Linked DNA regions of Sus scrofa: region 2 is linked to region 1. Evidence: chromatin contacts called from public Hi-C data. All regions are on one chromosome and are shown on one strand. Each heading gives the region's core, a stretch centred on a gene start, on an enhancer-like site or on the middle of the called end of the contact. The rest is flanking DNA. Distances are from core to core; before and after follow the strand shown. Region 1 holds the start of ASB6 (ankyrin repeat and SOCS box containing 6). Region 2 has its middle 20 kb from the start of TOR1B.

Evidence for each region. A called contact is a pair of places that touch in the nucleus more often than the background predicts.
Region 2: a contact with region 1 is called in a Hi-C map of skeletal muscle, with 2.9 times the contacts expected there. The contact joins the enhancer-like site here to the promoter of ASB6 in region 1. A contact is called at or near these places in 16 of 47 Hi-C or Micro-C datasets (alveolar macrophages, brain, embryonic fibroblasts and 10 more) and 1 of 2 datasets of contacts at active chromatin or transcription factors (skeletal muscle).

What each region holds. Positions count from the first base shown.
Region 1 is chr1:269,831,355-269,838,432 of Sscrofa11.1, forward strand. It overlaps ASB6 (ankyrin repeat and SOCS box containing 6), which reads right to left and starts at 2,852. Exons shown (of 6, transcript NM_001099937.2): 1 at 2,662-2,852; 2 at 1,479-1,660; 3 at 1-78. The coding sequence starts at 2,774.
Region 2 is chr1:269,943,079-269,950,156 of Sscrofa11.1, forward strand. It overlaps the pseudogene LOC100521599. Among named protein-coding and RNA genes, the nearest start is that of TOR1B, 20 kb to the right of the region's middle. Within about 2 kb of position 2,978, at least 35 of the 83 cell types and tissues checked have an H3K27ac peak or open chromatin away from gene starts, as enhancers often do. A contact at or near this core is called in alveolar macrophages, embryonic fibroblasts, omental adipose tissue and 2 more, where this site is marked.

The DNA of each region.
Region 1 (7,078 bases), core at 1,602-4,101:
GGCGCACCAGCAGCTCCACCATGTCAGGCTGGTTTCGCAGGACGGCGATGTGCAGAGCCGTGTAGTAGGTGACCGGGTCTGAAGGCGCAGACGCAGCCAGTCAGCCCTGCCTGCCCGACAGCACATTCTCACAGGTCCCAGCACCTCTGGGACACTGATGGAAGGAGGCCCGGGCTCCCGCCACCACCAGGGGGCAGGACACAGCTGCCCTCAGCCGGTGCTAGAGCCCAGGCTCTGGAGTCAGGCCTAGGTCTTGGGGGCCTTCTAACGGACATGGTGCTACATCTGGGCTTTGGTTTCTTCTTCTGTAAAATGGGACCCAAAACGGGTTTGCTGGGCAGAACACTCAGAGTGACAGCTCCTTCAGCCCTGCGATAAAAACCAGGTTCTCCAAGCTGGGTCTCCAAGCGACTGACTTCAGAATGCACCCCACCACCCTGGCCCCCTCAGCTACTTTTTTTTCCTTTTTTTTTTAATGGTCACTGTGATGTGGGATCTCAGTTCCAAGTCCAGGAACTGAACCCAGGCCACGGTGGTGGAAAAGCCAAATCTTGACCACTGGACTACCAGGGAAATCCCTCCCCCACCCCAGCTCTCTGAACCTCCAGGAGCCCAGCAGCCTCAGAGCCTGTCCTACGCCGGGGAGGGGGGACATCCTGGCCACATCCTGTGTCACCATGAAACCCCCCCCGTGTCGGGGGAACCTCAGTTTTTAATGATCCCAACTAGGATCCATGAGGATGAGGGTTTGATCCCTGGCCTCGCTCAGTGGGTTAGGGATCCGGCATCGCTGTGAGCTGCAGGTCGCAGACTTGGCTCAGATCCCACGTTGCTGGGGCTGTGGCATAGGCCCGCAGCTAAAGCTCTGATTTGACCTCTAGCCTGGGAACTTCCATATGCCACGGGTGCAGCCCTAAAAAGAAAAAAAAATAAATAAATAAACCCCTGTGGCTATAAGTCAGGGTCTGCAAGTCTCCTGGCTGACCTCCCCCCCCCGAAAATGGCCCCGTCTCCATCCCCCAGCACACAAGCTAGATGCCAGCATGGTTCTGCTGTGATTTATGCTTAATGTGTCTTCTCCGTTTTCCCCTCTCCCTATGACAGGAACAAAAATGCAAGATGCCTCAGAATGAGTGGCAGAAAATTACTTTTCCTTACTTAGCTCTGGGCACAGTGCCAGCAGCCACTTTTTCACATTAATGGAAGCGATTTAGCTGGGAGCTGGGAGGAGTCTGCTAAGTCAATCTCATGGTAGAAACAGCGACAAACTCGCTCTTGGACTTGAGGTGGCTAAGGGCCACTTGAAAGCCCACAAGGGGACGGGAGGCCACCCAGTGTGGCTGTCCTTGGTCACCACCCATGAAATAAATAAATGAGGCAAGTAGCTCCTGAGAAAAGCCTGAAGGCTTGGTCGCCCATCCAGAGCAGGGCCACACTTAAGCCACCTATCACCCCAGGTCCTCTGGGCTCCAGCTGACCTTCAAAGTTGAGGTTGGCTCCATTCCGCAGGAGAACGTCAGCGGCACGGGTCAGCCCCAGCTCGGCCATCTTCAGCAGGGCGTTGCTCACGCCTTCCTGGTAGAAGGGAGAGTGGGCCTTTCTCTCCAGCAGCTCAGTGAGAACAAGGATCCGGCTCTCCTCACTCGCGACATAACTGGGTCTGGGGCAGGAGAGGGGGGACTAGTTGAGGGTGGGAACAGCTGTGGGACCAGCTGGCTGGGCACCCTGTGGGTGGGTGGCCTTTGGTCTCCTGATGTCATTCCCCCCGTCTCCCCCCAAATCACTCCCCCAAGGCAGGGCAGAAAGTCTCTTCAGAAAAGGTCTGTGGCAGAGAGAGGGCCAAGCTGGATCCTTCTACTGGAGCAGATGCCTCGGGTTTACCAAGAAAGGACAGGGGTTGTCTTCGGCCTCCTTCCATGTTGCCCAGAGAATCTGGCCCCTGGCATGGATACAAAGCCTCATACACCTGGACTGTTGGCACTGAAGGGAACCCTTGTGGCCAAGAGTGAGAACCAGACACTGCGGGACCAGCCCAGGGCAGTCAGCAGACTTCCTGCCTGCTCACACCCAAAGTCAGTCAGCCTCCCCGTCTTCCAAAGGCTGAGAGCAGCAAAGCCTTCTGCACCTTTGCCCCAACCCACCCAGCTTCCCCGCCAATTCCAGCTGATCCCAGAAACAGACACCTGATCCCTCTTTCCTCTGTTCCACCTAAGGCATTAAACACTTTACTAACGATTGTCAGTCTCTCTTTTCTGGAGCATAAGCATCGTGAAGGCTGGGAGTTTGTTTAGCTCACTGATGTACCGCAAACGATTCACTTTCTAACACCCTTCCCAGAGATTCACGGATAGACCCGCGCCTGGATGTACAATTGCAAACTCGGCTACAGAAAGCTCACTTCGCACTGCTCACAGATGCCACCCGGCTGCCCTGCAACTCCAGGTGGAGGGCACATGACAGGCAGGGTGCAGGGTGGGGCCCTGAGGCGAAGGCCCTGCAAACACCGCACCCTCCAGCCCTCCGGGCGCTGGCCCGGAGCACCCTTCCCCCAGCGCGTCTCGGTCTCATCTGTTAGGTGGGGACACCGCCCGCCCCGCCATGTTTGTCGTGACAATGAAGGGGGAGCAGTGCCGAGTCGGAGGGGGGCAGGGAGCGAGTTACCCGTCCAGGGGTTCCTGCCGCTCAGGGTCCTGGATCCCCAAGGAGCCCAGAATCGCGTCCACCAGCGGCTGGTACTCGAAGATGATCCTCCGGAAGCCGTGCAGGAACGGCATTGCGGCGGCCGCACCCTCCGCTGAGGCCGAGACGCCGACTGCGAGCGTTCCGGCAGCCGCGGTCTTGGCCAGGTTTGGCCACTACTGGTCCAGTCCCCGAACCCGGCCTCATACACAGCCCAACCCGCTGCTCCGCGCCGGAAGTGACTCTCGCACTTGCACTTCCGGTCCCTCCGGCCCAGGAAAGAGAGTCGGGGTGACAGCGCCCTCTGCCGTCCGGGAGGACCGAGCGCCTTCGGGAGCGCGATTTGGGGGTATCTTGTGCGGCGGGGGTCCCTGGAGAATGGAGGGCGCCGACCTGCAGTCCACCGGGATCCCAGCCCTTCGCTGGCCCGCCCTTTCCCGGTCCGGCCTGGCTCCACCCTGCGATCCCGCCCGCGGCCGCTGGGCGCCGTCCGAACTCCGCCCGTTGCGCACAGCGGCCGGACCCCTGCCCAACTCTCTGCGGCAGTGGAGGGGTCTCGAACTCCAGGTGTCCCCTGGCCCCCCTGAGCTTGGGTCAGACCGCGGCTTGGCCTGGCTCTTGCCCCCCCCCCCCCCCCGCCCCCGCCGACTGGACCACATCCACCCTGACGGGCGATGGGGCAATTCCTTAGCCTCTGTCCCCTGGAAGCTCCTCTCCCTGCCAGCTGGGGGCTTCTTCCCCTTTCTCTGCCTTGATGGACTCAATGAACTTTAATTTCTTCATCTGTGAAATGGGGATAATCAAACCCATGCAAGATCCTAGACCAAGAGCTCTGTTACTGTGGGTGGAAGTGTAGCCTAGCAGGAAGGGGACCGGGCCTGGGGTACTTTTCTGGAGTTTAGGTATCTACCCCTGGGCCTCACATTTAACCTCTGCAACCTCGAGGCCCACAGGGGAGCCCTGATGACTTCACTTTTGTCCCCCCTGCTTTTTAGGGCTGCACCCGCAGGTTCTCAGGCTAGGGGTCAAATTGGAGCAGGCCTACACCACAGCCACAGCAACTCCAGACCCAAGCCGTGTCTGTGACCTACACCACAGCTCACGGTGATGCTAGATCCGTAACCCACGGAGTGAGGCCAGGGATCAAACCCACAACCTCATGCTTCCTAGTCGGATTCGTTTTCCACTGGGCCACAACGGGAACGCCCCTGATGACCTCATGATTCTGGAAAGCCCGTTATGAAGAGGTGTGCCAGTCCCAGCCGTTCACATGGCAGCTTGGGTCTCACCAGCCCCCACCCCTTCCCATGTGGACTCAGGAGCCTCTCCTGTCCAGCACCTGCCAGAGACCAGAGCTGTTGAGGAAAGTAGAAAACGTTTAGAGACAAGTTTAAAGCCAACCGCATGTGTCTATGATTAAACATAAAAAATGAGTAGAAAAGGGCTCCCCTGCCCCCAAGAGCCGAACAGTCTTAGCAAGAAAGCCCAATCCAAAGCGTCCTCAGTCCGGCTATGGGGACCGAACAGGGGCTGGATAATTGCTCACTGCACTTATGATTCCGTTTATAAGGTTGTTGTGCGGATCAGGTGACAAGCTATTAAAAATCCCCATCAGGCCTTAGAAGCCCTCCTTTTGTCCCTCCATCCCACTGCCTAAGGAGCAAGGAAGAGGAGTAGGGCAGCCCAGGTTAGGTTCGCCAGGAGACCACAGCATCCCTGGTTCCCAGCACACTTCATTTTTTTTTTTTTTTCTTTGCCTTTTAGGGCATAAGGAAGTTCCCAGGCTAGGGGTTGAATCAGAGCTACAGCTGCCAGGCTACACCCCAGCTCGCAGCAGTGCCAGATCCTTAACCCACTGCCCACTGCCCACTGAGCAAGGCCAGGGATTGAACCTGCATCCTCTTGGATACTAATCGGATTCGTTACTGCTGAGCCACGATGGGAACTCCTGCCCTGGTTCTTGATCCTGGAAGTCTCTTCTCCTGGAGTGAAATTGGGAGACTGCTCACACAGAGATGGAGAATTTCCAGCTTGTCCTGTAAAACCAGGCGATCCGACACCCGGGCCCATATTCCCGTCTGGCAATGAAGCGCATCTGGAGGTGGCATTTGCTCCAATGTGCCTCAGTCTCCCCAGGTGTTACCCTGGGGGGTCGGGGAATGTCTGCTCCCATTTGAAGGGTCCACCCTCCACCCTCCAATTGGTCAAGGCTCTGAAGGGCACAGCAGCCCCCAGACGACCTAAAGGTGTCACAGCCCTATTTGATCCTGGGTGACTTGCTCCACGGCGCAGGGCTGAGAGGCCTGGTAAAGGGAAAAGCGTGTGTCAGTAGCTAGATGGGGTCTGTGGCAGAACTGGGGTTGGGGGAAGGTTCTGGCAGCCCCAGGTACTGCTGGGCTTTTGGTGACATCACCCCCCAATCTCTGCCCACCTGTCTTTTTTTTTTTTTTTTTAAAGACTGCCCCTGAGGCATATGAAAGTTCCCAGGCTAGGGGTCGAATCAGAGTTGCAGCTGCCTGTCTAAGCCACAGCCATGGCAACCCCGGATCCAAGCCGCATCTGTGAACTATACAGCAGTTTGCGTCAACAGTGGAATCTTAACCCGCTGAGCAAGGCCAGGTATTGAACCTGCATCCTCATGGATACTAGTCGGGTATCCGGGTATGCGGGTTTTTCTTAACCCGCAGGGCCACCCAGGGAATTCCTGCCTACCCCTGTCTTCCAGTGGCTTTCTTCCCTGTGTCTGTGTCTCTGTCCTAATCTCCCTGTCCTCTCTAAATAGCACCAGTCACTGGGTTTGGGACCCACCCTAATCCAGAATGAACTCACTTTTTTGTTTTCTTTGTCGGCCGCCCCAAGGCCTGTGGCGTTCCCAGACCAGAGATGAAACCTGAGCTATGCTTTCAACCTGCGCCACAGCTGCAGCAACACCAGCGCCTTTAACCCACTGCGCCTGGCCGGGGCTCGAACCTGCGTCCTGGTGCTCCACCACCAATCCTGTTGTGCCACAGCGGGAACTCCTGGACTCATCTTACGTTGACTACCTTTGCAAAAACTCTATTTCCAGATAAGATCACGGGTGTAGGTTTCAAGGGGTTAGGATTTGAATGTGTCTCTTTGGTGGACACAATAACGCTGCTTCAGTGGGTGACCCCAGGCTGGCCCTTCTGATCTCTGGGCCTCACCCAGAGTTTCCCCACCTGTAACCTGAAGGCCCTTCAGCTCTGAGAGTCCTGGAGTCAATAAAGAGGTCTTTGGTGTCACCGACGGTCTCTGGCAACAAGAGAACTATCATTGGTGCTTAGGACAGTGACAATCACGAGTTAACCTGACATACTGAGCCCTTTCGATGTGCCAGGCCCTGTGCGAAACGCTTGACATACTGCTCTTCATACACCCTGCTAAGCCGATGATGGTGTTAACACCTTTTCTTCAAACAAGAAACCTGAGGCTCAGAGAGGTTTGGGTACCGGCCCAACGTTGCACAGCTAGGCTGGAATTGTAACCCCAGTTTGGGGGACTCTTCCATGTACCTGGCCTCCAGGGCTCAAGTGCCTCGCAGCTTCTCCGGCTCTGGCCCTGGGAGGGTCCGGGCATGCCGCAGAGAGGAGCTGGCCCCTGCTCTGTCACAGCCCTTGGGCACCACACAGTGGAGCAGCCCTGCCGCCAGCCCGTCGCCCAGGCTCCTATCTTTAGAAAGCTCTGTGACCCATGACCTCCTTCCCGTCAGTAAGGGCAACCCCTGTTTCCTCCATCTGCCTCCCATTAAGGCTCTGTCGTCAGAGGCTCTCATTTCAGCTCTGAACCTTCTCTCTTCTTTCCCTGCTATTGCCTCTCACTGTCCTGCCAGCCCAGCCACTTCCTGCCACCCAACGCCAGCGTTCTTAGCAGGCTGGGGGGCCTGGGGCCAAGCACCCAGTGATCAGACCCTGGCAGGGTCTGTCCCTGACTCCTCCTCCCCAGGGAGTTTGGGAGTCCCTCTGACTATCCAATGCACAGAGAGGAGTAACCTTAATATATAAAGCACTTTTAAAAATCGACAAGAGGGAGTTCCCGCTGTGGTGCAATGGGTTAAGGATCCGGCACCGTCTCTGTGGTGGCCCGGGTTTGACCCCTGGCCTGGCACAGTCTAAAAAGGATCCAGCGTTGCCACAGGTGTGGCACAGGTTGCAGCTGTGGCTTGAATTCAGTCCCTGGCCTGGGAACTTCCATATGCCTGGGGTCTGGCCATTAAAAAAAAATCAACAATAAGAAGGCAAAAATACTAACAAAAAAATGGGCAGAGGACATGCATAGTGAGTCACAAAGGATGGAAAACTGTCAACAAAATGAGGAGAGACGTTTAGCCACTCCAGTGGTCCAACGCCAACAATGGTAACAGCCGACTTACAGAACTTAA
Region 2 (7,078 bases), core at 1,728-4,227, 110 kb after region 1:
CAAGGGTAATTAGTGAGCTAACCCAGGTAGCAGGTAGAATTGTGTCATTAAATGTAAACTATCAGTGATGCTGGTGGTGCTGGTTTAACACCTGAGAGATTCAACTCCGCCAGTCTGATTCCAGAGGCAGAGCCCAGGGACGGCGGATGCCTGTGTGTGGAAGGGCCACTGGCCCTCTGTTTGTCAGTCCAGTGGGGGTAGAGACTGGTAGCCAACTAATTACAGCAGGATGAGAACCACAATGATGTGTCTGTACCAGGTGAGGAGAGATGCATCGAGGAGAAAGGTTGGGGGGTCGGGGGGGGGCGCTGCTGGGTTGCCCAGGAACCTGACTGGCTGGTTGGAAGCCAGGGTTTGTACTGGACGAGCCCAGAATTTAGGCCTTGTCTGAGCCTCCATAAGGGTCTCCCCCGACAGCAAACACATATAGGTAGCAGGATCTTCCCCCGGAAAACCGGCCCAGGCAATTCCTGGTCCAGGACGACCAAGGCCACAGCTGATTGGCCACAGCAGAGAGCACCTGACCACAGGCAGCCAATGGGAGGCTAGCCAACGGCCAATGAACTCCACAGCTGGGGAGAGCTCCGCCCCAAAGGTGCTCCCAGGGTAGAACAGAAGAGATGGAAAGGTGAACCGCTGGTGCAGGAGCCTGGGCCCCCCGGAGGAGTCTGAGCTCAGGGGCCCCGAGGGAATGGCTGCGTGTGATAGGAGCTGAGCAAAGAACGTTGACACACAGGCCCCTCGTGAATCTGCTTCGGGTCCTGGCCAGCCCTGGGATCCTCACCTGTGTTCCATTCCCACCTGAGAGCTTCCTTTTGTACCGTAGCATCCTCACTGTAAGTCCCTTCATCCCAGCATCCTCAGCGTGGCTCTGCCTCAGCAACAGCAAAATCACCCACAACCAGCCAGAGCTAGTTAGCGCTGTTCTGCCAGCTGCTCTCCTGGACTCTGGGGTCCCCCAGAAGCCGAGGCCCCACAGAAGCCCATTTCAGATCCTGCTTGTCTGTGAGTACTGCAGGGTAAGACATTTTTCATGCAAGCCTCTCACTGCGCCCCTGCCCACTACCCGACCCCAGCCCCTCCACCATGAAGGCCTCCTTGCTCTCACCTCATCCCGAATCCAGTCCTTAGCACAGAAGAGCAGAGTATTGGCCTAGACCAGCCCCTCTCAACCAGCAGCCCCGTCCTCACTCCATGTTTCTGGCCGGGCCATTCTCTGGGCAAGATTCTGGCCACGTGGACCCATCAAAGGCCACTCGGGCCATGGGTGTGTCACCGTGGAGCATGTTGGCGGCGACTGACCAGCGCTCTCCGGAGCAGGGTCAGACCACAAGGAGGAGCCGGACAGTTTGCCTCCAAGAAAAGCATAAGACCTGGCAAAGAGAACTGACTCTTATCTCCTGGAAAGAGACAGAGCTGAGAGACAGAGCTTCAGCCTCGGCTGGGAACACAGGCGGGACAGTAAACTTAGTGATAAAATAATAATTCTTATGTACAAGATTAATGGTAATAAGAGCTAACTAGGGCGATCAGGATTCCTCCTGGCGTGGCCAGAAAGGCCCAGAGTTTGGGCCACCATGGAACCCAAGTTTGGAACCACTGCGTTCCTCTCCGCAGTGCTCAGGGTGGTGGCTGAGGGCCTCATCTCTCAGTGGGGAAGGCACGTGAGGAGTCTGCATAAGACAGCTACGCAGAATGGAGCTGGAGGAGGCTTACTGGTGCACAGAGATACTCCTGAGAATAACCCAGATACTCCGTTTGATTTCATACCAGAAAACTCTAAGAGGATAGAGGCAATTGTATTTAAAAAGAGAAAGAAAAAAACCTACCGCAAAGGGCAGAAAGCAGCAGCTGTGCTTCCAGTCCTGCATTTAGCCCAAAGCCAGAATGCATGGCTGCCCATCTCTGCTATGAACAAGGCGGCAGACATTTTGCAAGTACCGCCCATAAGAGCATATGAAGTAGCAACTTTATACAACATATAATCAAAAACCTGTTCAAATATGAACGTGTCATCTTCAAGCCTGCACCCCTACGCCTTGCAGGCTTTGAAACTGACAGCAGGAGTTCCTGTTGTGGCGCAGTGGTTAACGAATCCGACTAGGAACCATGAGGTTGCGGGTTCGGTCCCTGCCCTTGCTCAGTGGGTTGACGATCCGGCGTTGCCGTGAGCTGTGGTGTAGGTTGCAGACACGGCTCGGATCCCGCATTGCTGTGGCTCTGGCGTAGGCCGGTGGCTACAGCTGCAATTCACCCCTAGCCTGGGAACCTCCATATGCCGCGGGAGCGGCCCAAGAAATGGCAACAACAACAACAACAAAAAGAAACTGACAGCATGCTTGAGGTCATTCAGAAAAAGCTGGGATAAAGGTTGGGGAGACTATGCCTGACAAATTTTTCACTCTTACAGAAGTGGCATGTCATTTATTTGAACCTGTGTAAACGCACCAATGGTTCAAATACACGACAGCTGCTATGAGGATCTGACACCTGAGGATACTGAAGACATTATTGGTGAACTCGAGGTGGGCAAAGTCCCCCAACCTGGGCCAAGGAGTGGACACTTCTCTTGTGAGCCAGCTGGGGGTTTTGCCTCTTTGACTGAACCTCCTATAGGACCTGGCTTTGGCGTGCAAGCAGCCCTTTCATTTATATTCAACTGTAAACATGTCACTGGAGAAATAAAGTGTGAATCTCCTTCCTTAAAAAACAAAAACAAAAGCAAGCGCCAACTAGCCGGCAGACATGGTGCCCAGTGCTTTATAGACACATGAGCCCATGGTCTTCCTTAATCCCATTTTAGAAATGAGGAAGTTGAGATTCTGGAAGAGTGAAGTAATTAGTTAATGGCTGTGCTAAACCACGGAGAGATCTGTATACATATGTATCTGGTGTATGGGAAGAAGGCTCTCGGGAGGCCGGAGGAGGAGGAAGGGGCGTGGCCGGGAAGGGAGCTGATCGCCCATTGGCCCAGAAGGATGCTCCGACCTTCCCCCAGATCTCAGGTTTCCAGTCTGGACTCTCGCTCTCAGAACCGCAGCCAAGTAGCCCGTGGGCTGGAATCGATGGCTCAGCCCAGAGCGTGGGCTGTTGGGGGTGGGTGGCCAGAGCTTTCTGAACCTGGAGCCAGGAAAGGATTCGATGTGTCCCTTGCCGCCCCACCCCCCCTGCTGCAGCCGGGGACCCAGGCAGCTAAGCCATCCTGGAAGACCCTGTCCCTCTTGTCTCATCCTGAGCCACCCCGCTCCAGCTCTGGGGGCAGCACAGTTTGGGCCCCAGGCTTGGCACTAAGGGAAAAGCGCTTCTTGCTCCTGCTCAGATGCCAAATCGTCACCCAGTCGTCAGTGACACCCAGGCTCTGCACGGAGCATGTGAAAATGCCGGCCTGTGACCGGAATGCCAGGGCCAGTCCCTTGTGGGAACCAGGGACACATGAGGCTCCAGGACAGTCATTTCTAAAGGTTGCAGAATAAAGTGGGGGACCCAAGGGCCCAGCAGAGCAGAATGAACTTGAGAATGAATGGCTCCCTCATTCATTCTCTTTTATGGGGAGAGGGGGCTGCCCCGAAGCAAGGAGAAGCTCCCGGGCCAGGAATCAAACCCGCCGCAGTTGCAACCTGTGCCACAGCTGCAGCAAACCAGGAATCCCTAACCACTGCTACACACCTCACTCATTCATTCATTCATTCGTCCATTCAGCCCCTAAACCCTGAGCATGTCAGTGTTCCAGGCACTGTTCTGGGTCCCAGGGTCCCAGGGACCATGGCACAGGCGCCCTGTTCCTCTGTTCTCTTGGTTCTCTCTCCAAGACAGACACTTGACCTGGTGACCTTTCTCCAACCCAGACCTGCAGTTGCTCTGAGCCAGCCTTGGCCGCGCTCCCTCCTGCCTCTTAACCCGCCTCCGGGTGCCTCTGCCTGAGCTCAGCAGGGGATGACTTTAGCGATGTCACCCATCACCATGGCGCCCGAGGGGGCTTCAGGCTCCAGCTTTCTCCTCCCTTCCCTCAAGCATGACTCAGGAGGGGACAGGCCCGGGGCTGTGTAAGGCTCTCCATTTTTACGCAATCGCCTTCTTCACTCAAACCACAGGCCTTGCGGGGGGGAGGAGGGGGGCCCTCCGCTGCCTCTCAACCCTCTGACGGCCAAGGTTCAGACACTGGGTAAATAAAGAGCCACTCCGCTGCTGGGGGTCAAGGCCAGTCTTCGGGGAAAGTGCCACAGTGGAAGGAAGACTGCCTTCCAGAGTCACCCTCTGTCCAGCAAGGCTGAGACCTCCTCCTCCCTCTCCCCCTCCTCCCCTCCCTTCTCCTCCCTTTCCTCGTCCCAGCCAAGAAAGCGATCTCAAATTCAACTGTTTAGCAACAGGACATATGATTTTTCCAAAGGGTAGCTGTATTTCTTTCTCTTTTCTTTTCTTTTTTGGTTTTTAGGGCCTCACCCTTGGCATATGGAAGTCCCCAGGCTAGGGGTCAAATCGGAGCTATAGCCGCCAGCCTACACCACAGCCACGGATCCGAGCCATGTCTGTGACCTACACCACAGTTCACAGCAGCACAGCATCCTTAACCTACTAAGTGAGGCCCGGGATCAAACCTGCAACCTTGTGGTTCCTAGTTGGATTCGTTTCCACTGTGCCGCAAGGGGAACTCCAGGGTAGCTGTATTTCTGAGAAAGAGAACCTGGTAATAGGTCATTCACTCATTCATTCATTCATTCATGCAGCGGCAGTAGAGCGGTTGAGAGCTTGGGGAGTCATCTTGCAGGTGCTTCCAGCTGCACTGCCCACTGCCCTTCCCATCATGAAGCCCTGACCTTCCGCTTGTGCCTCTGTTTCCCCATCTGGGCGTGGTGTGGACTCAGGCAGGGTGGTGACTGCTGGCGGGCAGGGGGTGTCAGAGGAGAGGGAACAAGCGAGGAGGCTGGTGCTGTTGCCCAGATGAGAGATGACGGGACCCGAGAAAGCTATGCAGAGACAGCAGGTCTCAGCGAGAAGCTGGCTCTTAGAGGCAGAACGTCAGCAAAGCCGGAAAGGCAGTTACCTCTGCGTGAAGGAGGGGTCCTGACCCCATGGGACACAGGGAACTTCCTGGGTGCTGAGAAATTTCTGTCCCCCTCTGAGTAGTAGTTACAGGGATGTCTACATAAGTTAAAAGAAAAAATGTTGAGCTGTCCCTTCAGATCTGTGTATTTTAGGGTTAAGAACTAGACTTGTGTCCATGACGATGTGGGTTCAATTCCTGGCCTCACTCAGTGGGTTAAGGATCTGACATTGCCATGAGCTGTGGTGTAGGTCATAGATGCAGCTCAGATCCTACACTGCTGTGGCTGTGGTGTAGGCTGGAAGCTGCACCGCCAAATAGACCCCTAGCCTGGGAATTTCCATGTGCCACAGGAAATGAAAAGCAGCCATAAAAAGAAGAAAAAAATCTGTGTATTTTATTTAGGTAAATTGTACATCAATAAATACATAAAATAAAAATCCCAATGCTCGGATCCCATGTTGCTGTGGCTCTGGCATAGGCGGCGGCTACAGCTCTGATTCGACCCCTAGCCTGGGAACCTCCATGTGTCGAGGGTGCAGCCCTAAAAAGACACACACACACACAAAATTCAGTTTTGTGTTTAACCAACTGCTGGACATTTAGGTTGTTCCCTGTGCTTTTCTAGTATAAACAATGCTGAGATGGACATCTGCGTGCATTCAGATAAATTCCTGCAAGTGGAATTTCTGGGTCAAACTGTGCAAGCATGTCCTTAGGACTTTTGACTCACATTGTTGATAAGGTTTTTTCGTTTTTTTCTTGTTTATGGCCACACCTGTGGCATATGGAAGTTCCCAGGCTAGGGGTCGAATCAGAGTTGCAGCTGCCAAAGCTTGTGGCCAAGCCAGATCCTTAACCCACTGAATGCGGCCAGGGATGGAACCCACATCCTCACAGACGGTATCTTGGGAACCCACGGATCCACAACGGGACCGCCCATCAATAAGTTTCATAAATTTGCATTCCCTCCTGCATTCATTCATTTGTTCAGTCATTCCTTCACTGAGTGCCCTCTCTGTGCCAGGCCCTGTTCTGGGTACAAGGGACACAGTGACAAATCAGACAGGAAGATTGCTGTCGCTTCCCTGGAGCTCCCAGGCCGGGGCAGGAAGCAGAGCGGGAAGAGGCTCTCTTGTTCAGAGGGGGTCTATTGTACCCTGAAGTGCACACAGGGTGAAAACGCTTGCCCACAACCCTGGCCTGAAGCCAGGTTTTTTTAGCGATTTATTTCCCTCCATGGTCAGAGAGGGATACATGAGAGAGCCAGCGTGACCAGGGCTCCAGAGGAACAGCCCTCCAGAAGGGGAAAAGCATTGCAGGAAAGGGCACAGAATGTGCAAATGTCCTGTGCTGAGGAGCACAGGGCAGGGCAGCAGGGCCAGGCAGGAGGTTTGAGCCCCCAAGAGCAGCGGGAACGAACCACGGGAGGATTTTAAGCAGCCGAGGGATTTGGGTTTTTTTTGGGGGGTTGCAGCTTTTTTGGTTTTGTTTTTTGTTTTTTGGGGGGGTTTGTTTGTTTTTCTGTTTTGGGGGGGCTACTGGTACCACATATGGAGGTTCCCAGGCTAGGGGTCGAATTGGAGCTGCAGCTGCCAGCCTATGCCACAGCCACAGCAACGTGGAATCCAAGCCGTGTCTGCAATCTACACCACAGCTCATGGCAACGCCGGATCCTTAATCCACTGAGCAAGGCCAGGAATCGAACCCCCAAATTAATGGTTCCTAGTCGGATTCGTTTCAGCGGTGCCACAACGGGCAGGTGCTTAACCCAGCTTCCAGTTTAGAGGAGATAAGGGAATGGGGGGAACAACTTGATTGACACCAAGAGGCCGCAAGAGCGAAATCTAGAGGGCGGGGCTTTCCATAGAACACCTGGCCAGTCTCACCTAAGGACCACCGTCACCAAAAGGGGTGTACTCTAGATTAGAACCTCAGGGACATTCCGTACACGTGATGCATGGCCCTGGATTGAAGGCCAGCAGGCACAAACCCCCAGAAAGGACAACTTGGGGGTTCATTGGGAAAATCTTAATG